Regions from separate parts of the Mus musculus genome. Here all the other regions are linked to region 3. The links are chromatin contacts, called in public HiChIP or PLAC-seq and promoter capture Hi-C maps. All regions are on one chromosome and are shown on one strand. The core of a region is the stretch at or near the end of the contact, and the rest is flanking DNA. Distances in the headings are between cores, read along the strand shown. Region 1 has its middle 62 kb from the start of Rgl1. Region 2 has its middle 9.3 kb from the start of Ncf2. Region 3 overlaps Rgl1 (ral guanine nucleotide dissociation stimulator,-like 1). Region 4 has its middle 32 kb from the start of Apobec4.

Region 1 (3,430 bases), core at 362-2,861, 130 kb after region 3:
CAATCTGACTTCCAACTTCAAGGCGGTAAACATTAAGGGCCATGCTAAAACTACATCCAGAAGCATGCTGCCCCCAGGAGGAAGGAGAAGTCGTGACTTAGCAATTGACCAGCCCTCACATAAGGGGCAATAATGCAGGGAAAAAAAGTAAGTAGGGTGGTGAGAGCTCTTAAACATGATCAATGAGCAGTCAGATCCATATGAGGAGGAGGCACTTCCAAATACCAGGAGAGGTGCTGGAAGGTTCTACACAGACCACTCTCTGCAGTAAGCAATAAGTCCTTCCTAAATCGCAACCGGAGCTTGGAGAACCTGAGTGATTTTTCCAAGGTCACACAGAAGAGTCCAATTTTGAAAATAGATCTCTCTGACTCAGAACAATTCTATTCTTACACCATCTTTCTATGACCTTCACTTGCCACGGAATTGTGGTCATGTTGATTTGGGGCTTTGTGAAGGGAAATGGCCAAGTGAAGAGTCAGCTTCATGGGGAACAAAAAGCTTTGTCAACAATCATAGGACAGGGAGTTAATATCTAGAATACATAAAGAACAGGAACGACTCAACACCAAAAAGTCAGAAGATGGGCTGTGGAACTGAGACGGTTCTCAGACACAGGAAACACTTGGGAAAGTATGTAGCCTCCTTTGTCACCTGGGAAATGCACATAAAACTGTTTTTGAGAGTCCACCTCACTCGGTCTGAATGGCTAACACCAAGAAAACCACAGCCGGTGTTGGTGAGGAAGCAGCAAAGAGACCCTTATGGCTAGTCAGAGTGTGCACGAGGACGAGCCACTGTGGAAGTCTGTATGGACGTCCCTAAGGAACCCAGCTCTACCATTCCTGAGAACAGATCTGCAGACCTAAGTCAGCACATCATAAAGATACTTGCACATCCATATTTACTGCTACACAGTCACAATCGCCAGGACACAGAACTAGCCGAGATGTCCATCAAGAGACAGCTGGTGAAGAAATTACGGTGCATACACACGAGGAATTTTCCTTAGCCATAAAGAGAAAAGAATTAATGAAATCATGACTTTTTTTTTTCAGAAAAACAGAACACAAGATTGTTATGTTAAACAAAATGGACCATACTCATAAAGACAACTACTGTGTGTTTTTTCTCATGTCTTTAACCTAGATTGAAAAATGGGCGTGGCACAAAAGTACTAGGGGAATTGAGAGCAGAGGAGGAAGGACACAGACAAGGGAGGGAGGGAGGGAGGGAGGGAGGGAGGGAGGGAGGGAGGGAGGGAGGGAGGGAGGGAGGGGAGGTGGGCAGAGAAAAATGAAGCAGGATAGCACAATAAGGAGCGCGCATGAGTGAGTGTGTGAATGTGTGTGTGTGTGTGTGTGTGTGTGTGTGTGTGTGTGTGTGTGTGTGTAACTAATGAAACTCGGTGCTGGTAAACTAACATAAAAAGTTAGCAGGAAAGAACATGACTCTAACTTTAACACCTAAAGGAAAATCCTGACACTCTTTAATGCAGTAGCAGGGGAAAGGCCAAGGTTATGGAAAATGTGCTCTTGCTCTCTGGACCACCGCAGTCTACCACACTGTGTTCAGATTCCTCGGGATTCACTTGGTCAGTTCCTCCCATCCCTGGCTCCTGTCAGCTTCCTGACCCTACCCTTCCACACAAGATAAACAGCTGCGCCACCACAAGGAGTCAGAAAACAGAAGCAAAAACCCCCTTTCAGTCAGCCCTTTCACTCCTTACTCACACTTGCGGATTTTCCTTACAGGACACGATCTGTAAATCCAGTCCCTTGAAGCCTCTCAAGCCACATGTGGCAGCCATTCCAGCAGCCACTCACTGACTCCTTTCCCCTGCTCTTCAGGAGGGGGATGGGCCTGTGAGTCCCCAGGCCTCGGCTCCAGCTGTGCTTGCCAGGGATTCTGGATACCAGAGGGACCTGCCCTGCTAGTCTCACAGAGACTGGCCCTCCATTCACACAGTTTAGCTTAAACAGATGTTGGCAATCCAAACTTGTGCCCCTCCCTCCCTTACTCCTCACAGTCTGGACCAAAAGAAGGGGTAGACTTTCCCGGTTTCTTCTGTGACCTTAAGAGGAAACCCCAGGCTCGGGATGTTGTGTGTATACTAGCACAGATAGCACGAGGTTTAATGAAATCTGGTCCAATCAGTCCTCAGGTCTTATCTGAGACATAAATGCATTGATTAAGTCACCCTGGCGCTCCATCAGGAGGCTGCCTGGGGACAGTTAATGAAGTCTCCCTGTTTCTTTGCCACAGACCCTCAGAGTTGTTTAGCTCCCACTCCGGTTCCTACTGGACCAATTAGTCAAAATTATGTTCTGTACTCTCTAAATTAAAATCTGGCAACAGCGGCCCTCCGTGTTTATCAGGCTGTCACAAGTGGCCTCACATAACCACAAAGGAAATTGCAGTAAAAAGGCAGAGCCTTGGATAAACTGGAGAAGTACATTAGCAGAGACATTGATTTTAAATGCAGTCGTGTGTTTCACTCTGAGCTGTCAGAGTCATGAAACACACTCATATTATCTTAAGGAGAAGAGGTCACGGACTCGTTTGTGCTGGCCAGAATGTGTAAGTGTCTCCTGGTTTTCTTCTGGTTTTACTTGGTTGGAACTCCCAGCAGAGAGGCCCTATCTCTTCCTCTTGACATTTTTAAGGGGGAAAGGTGCTTCATGTCACAGCCAAAGTTTGTGCCAAGGACATTAACACTCCTTTGTTTGAATTACAATGACTTTCTAGAGCAGTGCAGCATGGATCCTAAGGAAGTTTCACAAATATGCCCGTTCTTAGCAGAAATTAGAAATTAGGAGGAAAAAAATGTTCAGGAATATAAGGAACTACAAGCTTCCCCTGGGCTGAAGGCAGTCCAGCAGGTCCCTTCTCTTCATGCAACGCTACCCTGTGACTCTAACGTGGGTGACATCTGTCCTTCTGATATTCAAAACTATGCCCTGGTTTTGATTTCTCATTTCATCCGATTTTTCTACTTTGTATATGGTTTATAGTGCATTTGAATATTAGACTACGATTGCATGTACATTATTAACATACAAACAGTTAAACCTATTGGAGAGGACTCAGAACATGTATGCTAAGAACAGTACTCAAATGCTTCGTCAGTCACTGCCTTCCTCAACCGCTGTTCTAACTCAGGAGAGAAACTCCTCCTTCCTGTCCTTCCTGTATCTGTGAAGCACCACCGCCCAGGTGCCCAAACTAAACTTTTCAGTTACCTTCAAGTGCTCCAGTTCATGGAGTCCCTTAGCCAATGTACCACCACATTCTATTGATGACTTCTCTGAAAGGAAGCTCAGATGAGAGCCATCTCTGCATTTGAGCACTGTCCTTACACTTCCATTGTCTGAACGACTGCAACAGATACAATACTGAACTCTGCGTTCCTCCTTTCCATCCTCTATTG
Region 2 (3,001 bases), core at 368-2,867, 230 kb after region 3:
GAATCAAGCAGGAGGTATCTTGGGGATCAGGTATGTGTTATCACCCCCCATATCCTACTCTCCCCCTCATACCCACCCCATACCCACCCCATACCCATCTGGCACCCACCCCAGTCGAGTTCCTGACCTCAGGAGCTCCCAACCTTCTCTACTCCAGCTGCAGAGGTCATGCTGACTCCCAGATGTACAGAGGAAACAGCAGCTCTTATACAGCATCAGTGGAAGAACTTCAGTCATTTAGGGCAGGGTCAGAGTTTACTGACATCTCTATAAGCCACATCATCCCCTTCCCTAGCTACAGTATCATCATTCATGAGAGAGCTTCATGTTGGTGTGTTGTTGTTGTGTGTTGGTTGGTAGCTTGGATGTTGGTTGCTTTGTGGTGTTGTTTTAATGGGGGGGAGGGCAGGGAGAGACAGAGACACAGAGACAGAGAGAGAAGGGGTCTGGAAATCAGAGGATAACCTAGAATGTCGATCCTAACTTTCCACCTTGTTTGAGGCAGAGTCTCTTGCTTGTGGCTTTGCCTGCCAGGCTAGCTGGCCTGCAAACTTCCAGGGATTCTCCTGGGATTACAGACAAGTCCTGCCACCACATCCAGCTGTTTACATGGCTTCTTTCTTTCTTTTTTCTTTTTCTTTTTTGTTTTTTTGTTTTGTTTTGTTTTTCGAGACAGGGTTTCTCTGTGTATCCCTGGATGTCCTGGAACTCACTTTGTAGACCAGGCTGGCCTCGAACTCAGAAATCCACCTGCCTCTGCCTCCGGAGTGCTGGGATTAAAGGCGTGCGCCATCACTCCCGGCTTTACATGGCTTCTGAGGACTTGAACTCATGTCCTCTTCCTTGTGTGGAAAACACTTTAAACACTAAGTGATCTTGCTAGCTCAGTGCTTATTGTTTTGTTCTGTTTTTTTTTTCCTCCAATTGTATGTGCATGAACGTTTCGTTTTGCCCGTCATTGTGTAGCTATACATATTCCGTACATGCAGTGTCCAAGGAAACCAGAAGAGGGCATTAGATCCCCTGGAACTGGAGCTACAGACATAGTCTGCGCTACTATAATGGTGCTGGAAACCAGGCAGGTCCTCTGCAAGACCATCAAGTGGTGTTAATCGCTAAGCCATCCCTCCAGGTGGCAGTGTTTGTTTTTTATTAGGGGAAATAAAACGGGTTTACAGCTGAATTGCCTTTGACAAACTGACCTATTAAGGAAAACAGCATAGCGTGACTGGGTGCAGTGCTTTGGGAGTGGTCTTCTCCGTCTCGCTCGCTTTCACAGAGCGCCAGCTTTGCAAGCTGACAGGTCCCAGCCATATTTAAGGTCACAAACCTTGAACAAGTTACAGACTCCAAGGCTCGTTGGGGAAAGCTCTTTGGTTATCAGCGTTGTTGTTGTTGTTGTTGTTGTTGTTGTTGTTGTTGTTGTTGTTAGAAACAATGAACTGATGCCCACAAAGTACATTAAGCCTTCGGAGAGGAACTGGTATTGGGAGAGTTCGCACCAGCTTCCTGCTGCCCCGAAGGAATTCTAAACCTCTGCCCTATTACATCCCTAGCTGGCCCCTCCCTCATCTGCACACCTACTGGGGAGCCCTTAGACGGCTAAATTGGTCACTGCTCTCTTCACATCTGTCTTCACTGCCTCTGAGGCATGTTCCACATCTAAACATTGGACCCTGGGTCTGAAGTGCATACCACACCACCCCTGGAAAGAATTCCCGGGAGTCTCTTATCATGACACTCACCCTGCAGTTCTCCTGGGCTTGCATACTGATTTCCATGATCTGAGCTGTGGCTCGCCTCAAGTAGCTGCTTCCGTTCTCTGTAGGAGGAAGGAGCAGATAACATGGAGAGGAACATTTCAGACTCTTGAACCTGCCTGAGGCCCACAGTAAGGGAGAAACGGGATCAGGGGTGATGTGCCAGCCCCACCTGTTGGAGCGTCAAACTCTCCAAAATGTGGGGAACACTCCCTTGCATCTCAAAGATTACTGGGGAAAGCAGTCCCTCTTTTGTCTCCTTAGCTCCCACTACCACCTCAGCACATTCCAACCTCTCACTGCCTCCCTCTCATCCCCCATTCACTGCCCAGCTCCGCCAGTGACCTCACCCAAGCCTTTGATCTCCTCTCCTCCCTCTCTGAAGAGTTATGGTCCTGTGTTGCCCTCATTCTTCTCAGGCCCCAGGGACATTTTCTCAGAGACGAAATACCAACAGCAACAACCACAACAATGGCCATGGCAGCTAGCCTCAGCTCTGTGCTCTGGGAGAGCCAGAAGCATGACTTTAGTAGCAATGTAAAAGTGCAAGTTTACATGGACTAGCGCTGCACTTGCTAGGGCAGTTGGGGGTCCACATCCTCCTCCCCCTGTTGCCGGGTAGCCACACTCAGCTTCTCTTCTCGCACTATTCCAGCATCGTTATCCCTACCCGAGACACTACAACAGCTTCCTTTTCAAGAAGCTGTTGATGTGTATTTACAACATTTTATGTGTTTGAGTAATTTAGCTGCATGTGTATATGTGCACCACGTGTATAGCCTGATGAGGTCAGAGAGTGTTGGATCTCCGGGACCTGAAGATATGGATGTTTGTGAATCACTGTGTGGGCGCTGGGAACTGAACCCAGGTCCTCTGCAAATGCAAATGTTCTTAATAGCTGAGCTAATTCTCCATCTTCCTACAGTGGCTTTTTAATATGAATCCTTGCCCTGCTAGTGACAAGACTTGAAACACTTCATTCCAGGCTGGTAGGATAGCTCAGCAGATAGAGGAGCTACCAAATCTGATGACCTGAGTTTAATTCCCAGAACCCCCTTGCTCCCATAAACCATCCCCTGACTTCTCCGTGTGCCTCCTTTGCCTCCACGCCAAATAAATATTAAAAACTTAAATATGTATTTCAGGCTGGCGAGATGGCTCAGCGGTTAAGAACACTGACTGCTCAAATCCCAGCAACCACATGGTGGCTCGCAACCATCTGTAATGGGATCTGACGCCCT
Region 3 (3,189 bases), core at 165-2,664:
TAGAGAGTGAAAAGGTGAGAAACAGATTGGAAATAAATGCCCTGGCACCCTATACTGCTGGTCATCCATCCTAAAGTTACACAGCTCAGAGCCTAAAGAAGTCAACGGGAATCACTGCCCAGGAGCCCATCTGAAATGCTGAAGGGCCGAGCTCCAGCCTCCTCTTTGAAGTCTCCTTCTCCCAGGCCCTCTCATTCCCACCACACTTCTTGGTCCCTTTCAGTCAAAGCTGAACTTCTGCTGGGGCTGGGGAAGCCTAGCTGCACACAGTGGCATCCAGGCAGAAATCCAGTTCCGTGTTACTACTCCCCCTGCCTGGTTACGTTTTTTAAGCCTTTTCCTTCTCTTTATGGGGGACGCTGTTAGGCATCTTATATTGAATTGATAGAGCTTCTTCAAAGCTTCCATTGAGAAATGGGGTGCTCAAAGTGAGACTGTTACCTGTCCAGTACCATGTGCTACCTGCCCGCTCTGGTGGCAGGGCTGTGATTACAGGACTGGCTCTGGACCTCAGAGCTGAACGTTCTGTTGTGAATGGGACTGGTAGGAGAGCTTCACTATCTATTCCTGTTATCCTGGATACAAAGCAAAAGCACCCATCAAAGAGCTAAAATCCCACCCAGTGGAGGATGCTAGCGCCTGATGTCAGTACTTCTCCACTCAACTCTGGCACTTTCTCATTCAGTGAAGAAGAAATCGGATGTGCCAATCAAAGGTTCAAGGAGCCTTCTACCCCTCCTGATGACTACAATGTACTTTAATACCTATAAAACAATGCAGAAGCTGTCCAGCTTCTGCCAAGGAGAGTACAGGGTAAGGACTAACATCACTCACTCACACATTCATTCATTCATTCATTCATTCATTCCTTGTAAATCTGGCATGCACCTAGAATGTCACTACGTGTGAAACCTGTGATCCTTTCTCTCTGGGACCTGGTCTATGCTTTCACTGCTCCTGCCTGAGTCTCCAGGGGTTATGTACAAATCTCTATGCACAGTTTTACTTTTGCAAACACACAGGAAAGCTCACTGCTTTCCAGAGTATGACATGGGGGCTGGGGGGTGAGAGGCACAAGGGAACTAACTAAGCTCCCAACATTCCTCTTCAGGAATGGAGCCTATACTTCATAAACAGGGCCTGGAGCATTCTTGATGACAACTGCCCACACTTAGGAAAAGATTCATTCTTGGGTATTGCCTAAAAGTTTTTGTGAGGTCAGGCCACCTCCCTAGTCCCTGCCTCTGCCTGCCAAAAGAGCTCTGCCCTCCATTCCCTGAGCCGGAGAGGACCAATGACTGGTCCCACTGGTTCCCCAATTAGGCATGGGGCCAGAGGCAGCCCCAGTGGGGCGAGCTGGGCTCCAGTGCAACAGCAGCAGCAGCAGCAGCGTTTTCTACCAGAGCACAAAGCTGGGCGGGCAGGCGGGAGGAGGCCCTGAAGGGAGCTGAGGTCTGGCAGCTGGAGCTGAGCTTCCAGGGTATTCAAGCATTCCCGGCAGATGAAGTCATCTGAGATACAAAGCCTTTGGCAATCTGAGCCAAATGATGCAAGTGCATTCCCCTTCTCTGGTCCCCAGTCCATACAAACCACTCAACAGGTACCGGGTAGAATTTAAAGTCACTGTATTTGCTTTGGCTTTGGGGTAGCATCCCTTATCTGCGTTAGGAGCCATTTCCTTTCCCTCACTGAGGAAACCGGACATTACTTCAAGGAAATGCCTACCAGAAGTTCCAAGTGGGTCAGCTGCCATGGCAACTGTTACCCAGTGCCTCGGTGAAAGGCTATATCATCACGCTGGAGCGCGATGGAACCTCTTGACTAATTTCTGCAGAGCCTGGCAGCCAGCACACTCTATGGCCAGCAGTGGTGGCTCTGCATTTGTCCCTGGAAGCTCGAGGTCAGCCTCCAATAGGAAAAAACAGCCTCAGAGACTTCCTTCGATTCGGTCACTAGAGACAGTCGATGTCAGCAATCGGGGCTGCCAGGGGACATGACACTAATGCTTTTTAGGGAAAAGGAGGAACACCTCTTCCAAGCTTTTGTGAGAGGGACGTGGACTTGAACCCTTGCCAGCCACACAGGGTTGGTTGGTTGTCGCCCGTTTATATCTGATAGAACACATTAGGCAGAGAAGAAGCCCATTCATGTTGATAAGAGAAAGTTTAAAAAAAACAAAAACAAATCAAGAAAACCCTGTTCCTGGTAACAGTAGGCACCCTGGGCAATTACTTAGCTTCTCTGAGCTGGTTTTACAATTTAATCTTTAAAATCATAAATCCAGCCTTGAAAATCCCTCTTTTCACTCTGAAACCTTAGGGTTCTGAGGTTCACAGTTCAATAATTTTATACCTATCCCAATTTTCTGAGGGTACCAGGGTTTCTTATTGAGTCAATGAATGGGGAGCCCCCACATTGCAGAGCCCAGTAGAGGTTTCCCTGGGACCAAACAGGTACTCACTGTCGGAATCCACGTCCTGCTTTTGAAACTGTTCAAGAAGGTTCTGTGCTCTCCTCTCTGGGTCAGAGCCAGGCATCATCTGTTTGAGGTACTCCAGCAGCTTCTGAAGGCAAGGGAAGTGAGGGGGCTCCCGGAAGTCTTCCGCACACTGGTCAAGCCAGGCCCTCAGGATGGAAGCAATGGCACTGGGAAGGAGAGATGGAGACACAGTGAACACAATGCTTACGGGACTCGAGACAGGCCCTGGACCCCACAGCTGGTAGCTGAAGAGGGTTGGGGAGACTAATAATGTTTTGTTGTTAGAAAATCCAACCAAGGCAGACGAAAGATGAGAAGAGGATTTACTGAGTTCCAAACAATCCAAACACAAGCCACTAACTGTGCATTTGCTCAAATTAAAGACCAGAAAACCAGGCTATCAAGATGACACAGTAAATAAGAAACTTTCTACCACGCCTGACAACTGAGCTCAGTGATGCCTGGGTCCCACACAATGTTAACAAGTTGTCCTCTGACAGCCTGCACTGTAGCATGCTTCAGCTAGCCCTTCAGACTCCCACACAAATAGATGAACAAAGGTAATAAAACAGAAAAGTAGCCTAAAAGTAGCCGTATTGATAACTTAGGACATAACTGGCTACCACTAGGCTAGAACTCATCTGGAGTAAGAAGTCTCCAGGTTAATGGGGAAATGCCTGTTTAATTTTAAAAACATCACTAGGGTTTTG
Region 4 (3,286 bases), core at 592-3,091, 160 kb after region 3:
AGTAGAGGCTGGCCATGACCACATAGAGAGAGAGGAGAAGGGAATGGGGAGAGAGGAGGACCAAGAGGGAACAAAAGAGCAAGAGGCAAAAGAGAGAGGAGGGGGTAAGCAGCCCCTTTTATAGTGGGCCAGGCCTACCTGGCTATTGCCAGGTAACTGTGGGGTGGAGTTTAGACAGAATGCTTACACATACCACACACAAACACTCATGAATACACACATACACACACACACAGCAAATTATCAAATTTAATTCATTTTATTTATCTTTTGATGGAACACAGATTTTTAAATGAGACAACTCTCCTAACTCAGAAGGCTACATAGAATAATTTGCAAAAAGTTAAGTGGTTAAAACAAAGTGACTATTAAGAATCTCAACCCAGTCTGCAGAATTTTCCACTTTTAATTGAACAGTTTATTTTCATTTGGGCAGCAGTTTAAATTCAGTATTTCATTTCTCTCCATAGGCGGTCGGTGTTTGTCCCCAAACTGTACCCTCATTGCTAAGGTGACCGGTCCTCAGCAAGACCATTCATAAGTACACAGGTACGTCATTGTTTTCCTCCCTCTCTTTGGAATCCTTCACCTGTCTGAATTCTTCCTTCTGTTTCTTTCAGACCCCAGCAAAGGGCAAATGACTATCACTGCTACCTGTTTGGGACTGAAGTTCCAAGTCATGATACGACTTCAAAATTTACAGCTGTGTCTTTCAAAGCTAAGCCTTCTCCCTTGTCCTTGAGAGCTGCCCCCACGTGGGTAGATGAAGCACTCTGTTAATAATGCAGAGGTTCCAGGTATCTCTAAAAGCTGAACACAGTGTACAAAAGAACTCTGGTCCCCCGAAGAGTATATGCTCTTCTACAAACCAATTCCCACACAGCCAACCATTCAATTACTACCTAGCTTGCCACCTCCTTCAGTCAACACTACTGAGCTCAAATTAACTTGTGGGTCTCCTAAGAAGCTTGTCCCAACTCTTTTAACTAAACAGGCCTTTCCAGCCTTTCTGGCTTCTGTATTGTACACACAGTGTCAAGTCTTGTAATTTAGCAGTCATTTCCCTTTAAATGATTCATACAAGTAACAGGCCTTTACACCTAACTAGTGAGCCCCTCAAACTGACACACTATACTTCACACTCTGAAGTCTCCCCCACAGAACTTGGCACAATGCTTGAAACACAAAACATGTATTTGTTGAATAATCAGCCCGGCCATCCCTGTGCCTGCTCGGGGTGCTGGCTCTCCACGCCCATTCCAGCCCAGGGGACAGGAGGGGACAGGAGGGGCCAGGAGGGGACAGGAGGGGGCAGGAGGGGACAGGAGAGGACAGGGCCAGGAAGGGCATCTCTGCAAGAAGCATCTGTGTTAGAAGATGGTGAGCAGTGACTAAAAACCATCCTTCCTCTTTTATCAGTTCATTAAACAAGCTTATCAGAGAGAGGGGAGAGGCACACAGAGTATGTGAGCCAATTATTTACACATACCAAATTTAACAATAACAGCAGCAGAAGGAAGGAAGGAAGGAAGGAAGGAAGGAAGGAAGGAAGGAAGGAAGGAAAGAAACAGGGACAACTGTGCAGCTGGGGATGTTAGGAAGTCATATGAGAAAACAGAATGTTTGAAGTGGGTGCTGAGAAAATTAGTACGAGCTTACCGGAGGACTCAAGATGAAAACACCCCAGGAAGAGAGGAGCAAGCGGAAAGATATGGAAATAGCACAGCCCCTCATCCTCTCCTCAGTTCCCCCACCAGCCCCACACGTGCACGAGCCTCCACTTCAGTAAGGCCTACTCACCCAGTGTGGGAGGAAGTGTACAACTGGACTCCCCACCCATGGGAGCCTGGGGCAGGACGACTAGGGAGCTGAGACTAGCCTGGGCTGCAGCAGAGAGACTGTCTCAACAAAACAAAGCAGACTGAGTAAGGCCACTCCCCTGACCTTAAGGAGTATTGACTTGAGCTAAGCAACAGCAACTTAATTTTAACATCTATTTGGGATTTGGAAGTTCAATCCAAATCTATAATTTGCAGAAAGAAGTGTTTGTAACTGACTCAACCCTCATTTTTATGGGCTACTTTATTTGTAGAGATGAATTTTTATGTAATTATGTATTTTGCCTTTAAAGAATAAAAATCAAGGAAGGAATGTTTGAAAGCTATTGACTCAATGTTTCCACTCAGTCAGCCTGCTGCCTGTACAAACTCTGCACTCCAAACCCCATAGAGCAGCTTACAGGGGCGTTAATGACGGGCTGTAAGATCTAGGTGACTGCACCTCCAATATCCCTAAAGCAAACAATCTGTGTGCAATTTTTAAAAATTTCATTTTCTCCAGATCCTGAAGAAAATATGCAATCTCCTAGCTGGAAGGGAACTGACTGGAGTATGGGCACTAATATATCCCTCAGGTGCATTTCTATCTTGTGTTTTAAGAGGGAAGGCTAACAGCCCTGTCCAGTGGGTGCCCTTTATGGAACACTGGCGGCACCAGTGTGCATCCGAGGTTCACCTTTGACGAGAACTTCAAGCAATTGTTGAGAACAAGCAGCTTCGGAAGAGCTCCTCTTGGCACTTCCTAGCTTCTCAAGGTCTGAGTCTTCAGTGCTTCTAAACACGGGCTCTTCTCTGCATCCTAAGTGGTGGGGGCAGGGGAGGGGCACACCTGCAAACTACACTACGCTAAAAGCCGAACGCCTCATTGAAGGTTCCACAAAAACGGAGCTGTTATTTTTCTATTACATTTATATATTATTATCCTCAGCTGCACATAAACAAGCAACAGAACAAGAAGGAAAAAATTCCCAGAGAAATGATCTAAAATTACTTAGACTTGTTTTTTAAATCCCCAGGTTGAGAGCTGGGCCTTTTTGCAGCCACTGGAGTTCTGGGACCTCAGAGTGGAAAACAGTAAGAGAATTTGACCCTAGTCCCCAAGCCAGGGTGCTGGCATCCATCAGGATAGCACACTACACTGACACTGAACATTCTACTTACAAGAATTCTTTCCCACCCCACCCCTGCCCACGCCCCGAGATGTCTACCTTCCAGAGGTAACACACTCAGGACAGAACTGCTACTGAAGCCCAGCTCTCACTGATACAAAAAGGAAACTTCTCGTCAGTCCAGGTACAGAATGACCGACGAGTCCTTCTCTCTGCTGGTCCCTTATTTTGCTTCCTGCTTCTTAATAGTCATTTAAAATATATATATAATTTCAGGATCATTGCACATGTCTTTTAAGTTTCTAGTTTTACCAGTTGTTAGTCAAGTCCAGTATCAAT

The links. HiChIP or PLAC-seq counts read pairs in DNA pulled down with a chosen protein or histone mark. Capture Hi-C pulls out chosen DNA fragments and counts their contacts.
Region 1: a contact with region 3 is called in a promoter capture Hi-C map of adipose tissue. The contact joins two enhancer-like sites. A contact is called at or near these places in 6 of 484 Hi-C or Micro-C datasets (the 3T3-L1 cell line, CD4 T cells, the HL-1 cell line and 3 more), 5 of 115 datasets of contacts at active chromatin or transcription factors (the NIH/3T3 cell line, cardiomyocytes, double positive thymocytes and 2 more) and 2 of 9 other capture datasets (adipose tissue and liver).
Region 2: an H3K27ac HiChIP or PLAC-seq map of extraembryonic endoderm stem cells shows a contact between it and region 3, with 2.3 times the contacts expected there. The contact joins two enhancer-like sites. A contact is called at or near these places in 1 of 115 datasets of contacts at active chromatin or transcription factors (extraembryonic endoderm stem cells) and 3 of 9 other capture datasets (adipose tissue, liver and pancreatic islet).
Region 4: a contact with region 3 is called in an H3K27ac HiChIP or PLAC-seq map of extraembryonic endoderm stem cells, with 4 times the contacts expected there. The contact joins two enhancer-like sites. A contact is called at or near these places in 1 of 115 datasets of contacts at active chromatin or transcription factors (extraembryonic endoderm stem cells) and 1 of 9 other capture datasets (adipose tissue).

What each region holds. Positions count from the first base shown.
Region 1 is chr1:152,685,675-152,689,104 of GRCm38.p6, forward strand. It overlaps a transcript of Rgl1 not described here. Among named protein-coding and RNA genes, the nearest start is that of Rgl1, 62 kb to the left of the region's middle. Within about 2 kb of position 1,612, at least 100 of the 459 cell types and tissues checked have an H3K27ac peak or open chromatin away from gene starts, as enhancers often do. A contact at or near this core is called in adipose tissue, liver and uterus, where this site is marked.
Region 2 is chr1:152,789,339-152,792,339 of GRCm38.p6, forward strand. No RefSeq gene overlaps it. Among named protein-coding and RNA genes, the nearest start is that of Ncf2, 9.3 kb to the right of the region's middle. Within about 2 kb of position 1,618, at least 54 of the 459 cell types and tissues checked have an H3K27ac peak or open chromatin away from gene starts, as enhancers often do. A contact at or near this core is called in extraembryonic endoderm stem cells, where this site is marked.
Region 3 is chr1:152,554,942-152,558,130 of GRCm38.p6, forward strand. Rgl1 (ral guanine nucleotide dissociation stimulator,-like 1) reads right to left here. Exons shown (of 18, transcript NM_016846.4): 5 at 2,462-2,646. Among named protein-coding and RNA genes, the nearest start is that of Gm51749, 17 kb to the left of the region's middle. Within about 2 kb of position 1,415, at least 176 of the 459 cell types and tissues checked have an H3K27ac peak or open chromatin away from gene starts, as enhancers often do. A contact at or near this core is called in adipose tissue, extraembryonic endoderm stem cells, liver and 1 more, where this site is marked.
Region 4 is chr1:152,716,565-152,719,850 of GRCm38.p6, forward strand. It overlaps a transcript of Rgl1 not described here. Among named protein-coding and RNA genes, the nearest start is that of Apobec4, 32 kb to the right of the region's middle. Within about 2 kb of position 1,842, at least 17 of the 459 cell types and tissues checked have an H3K27ac peak or open chromatin away from gene starts, as enhancers often do. A contact at or near this core is called in adipose tissue and extraembryonic endoderm stem cells, where this site is marked.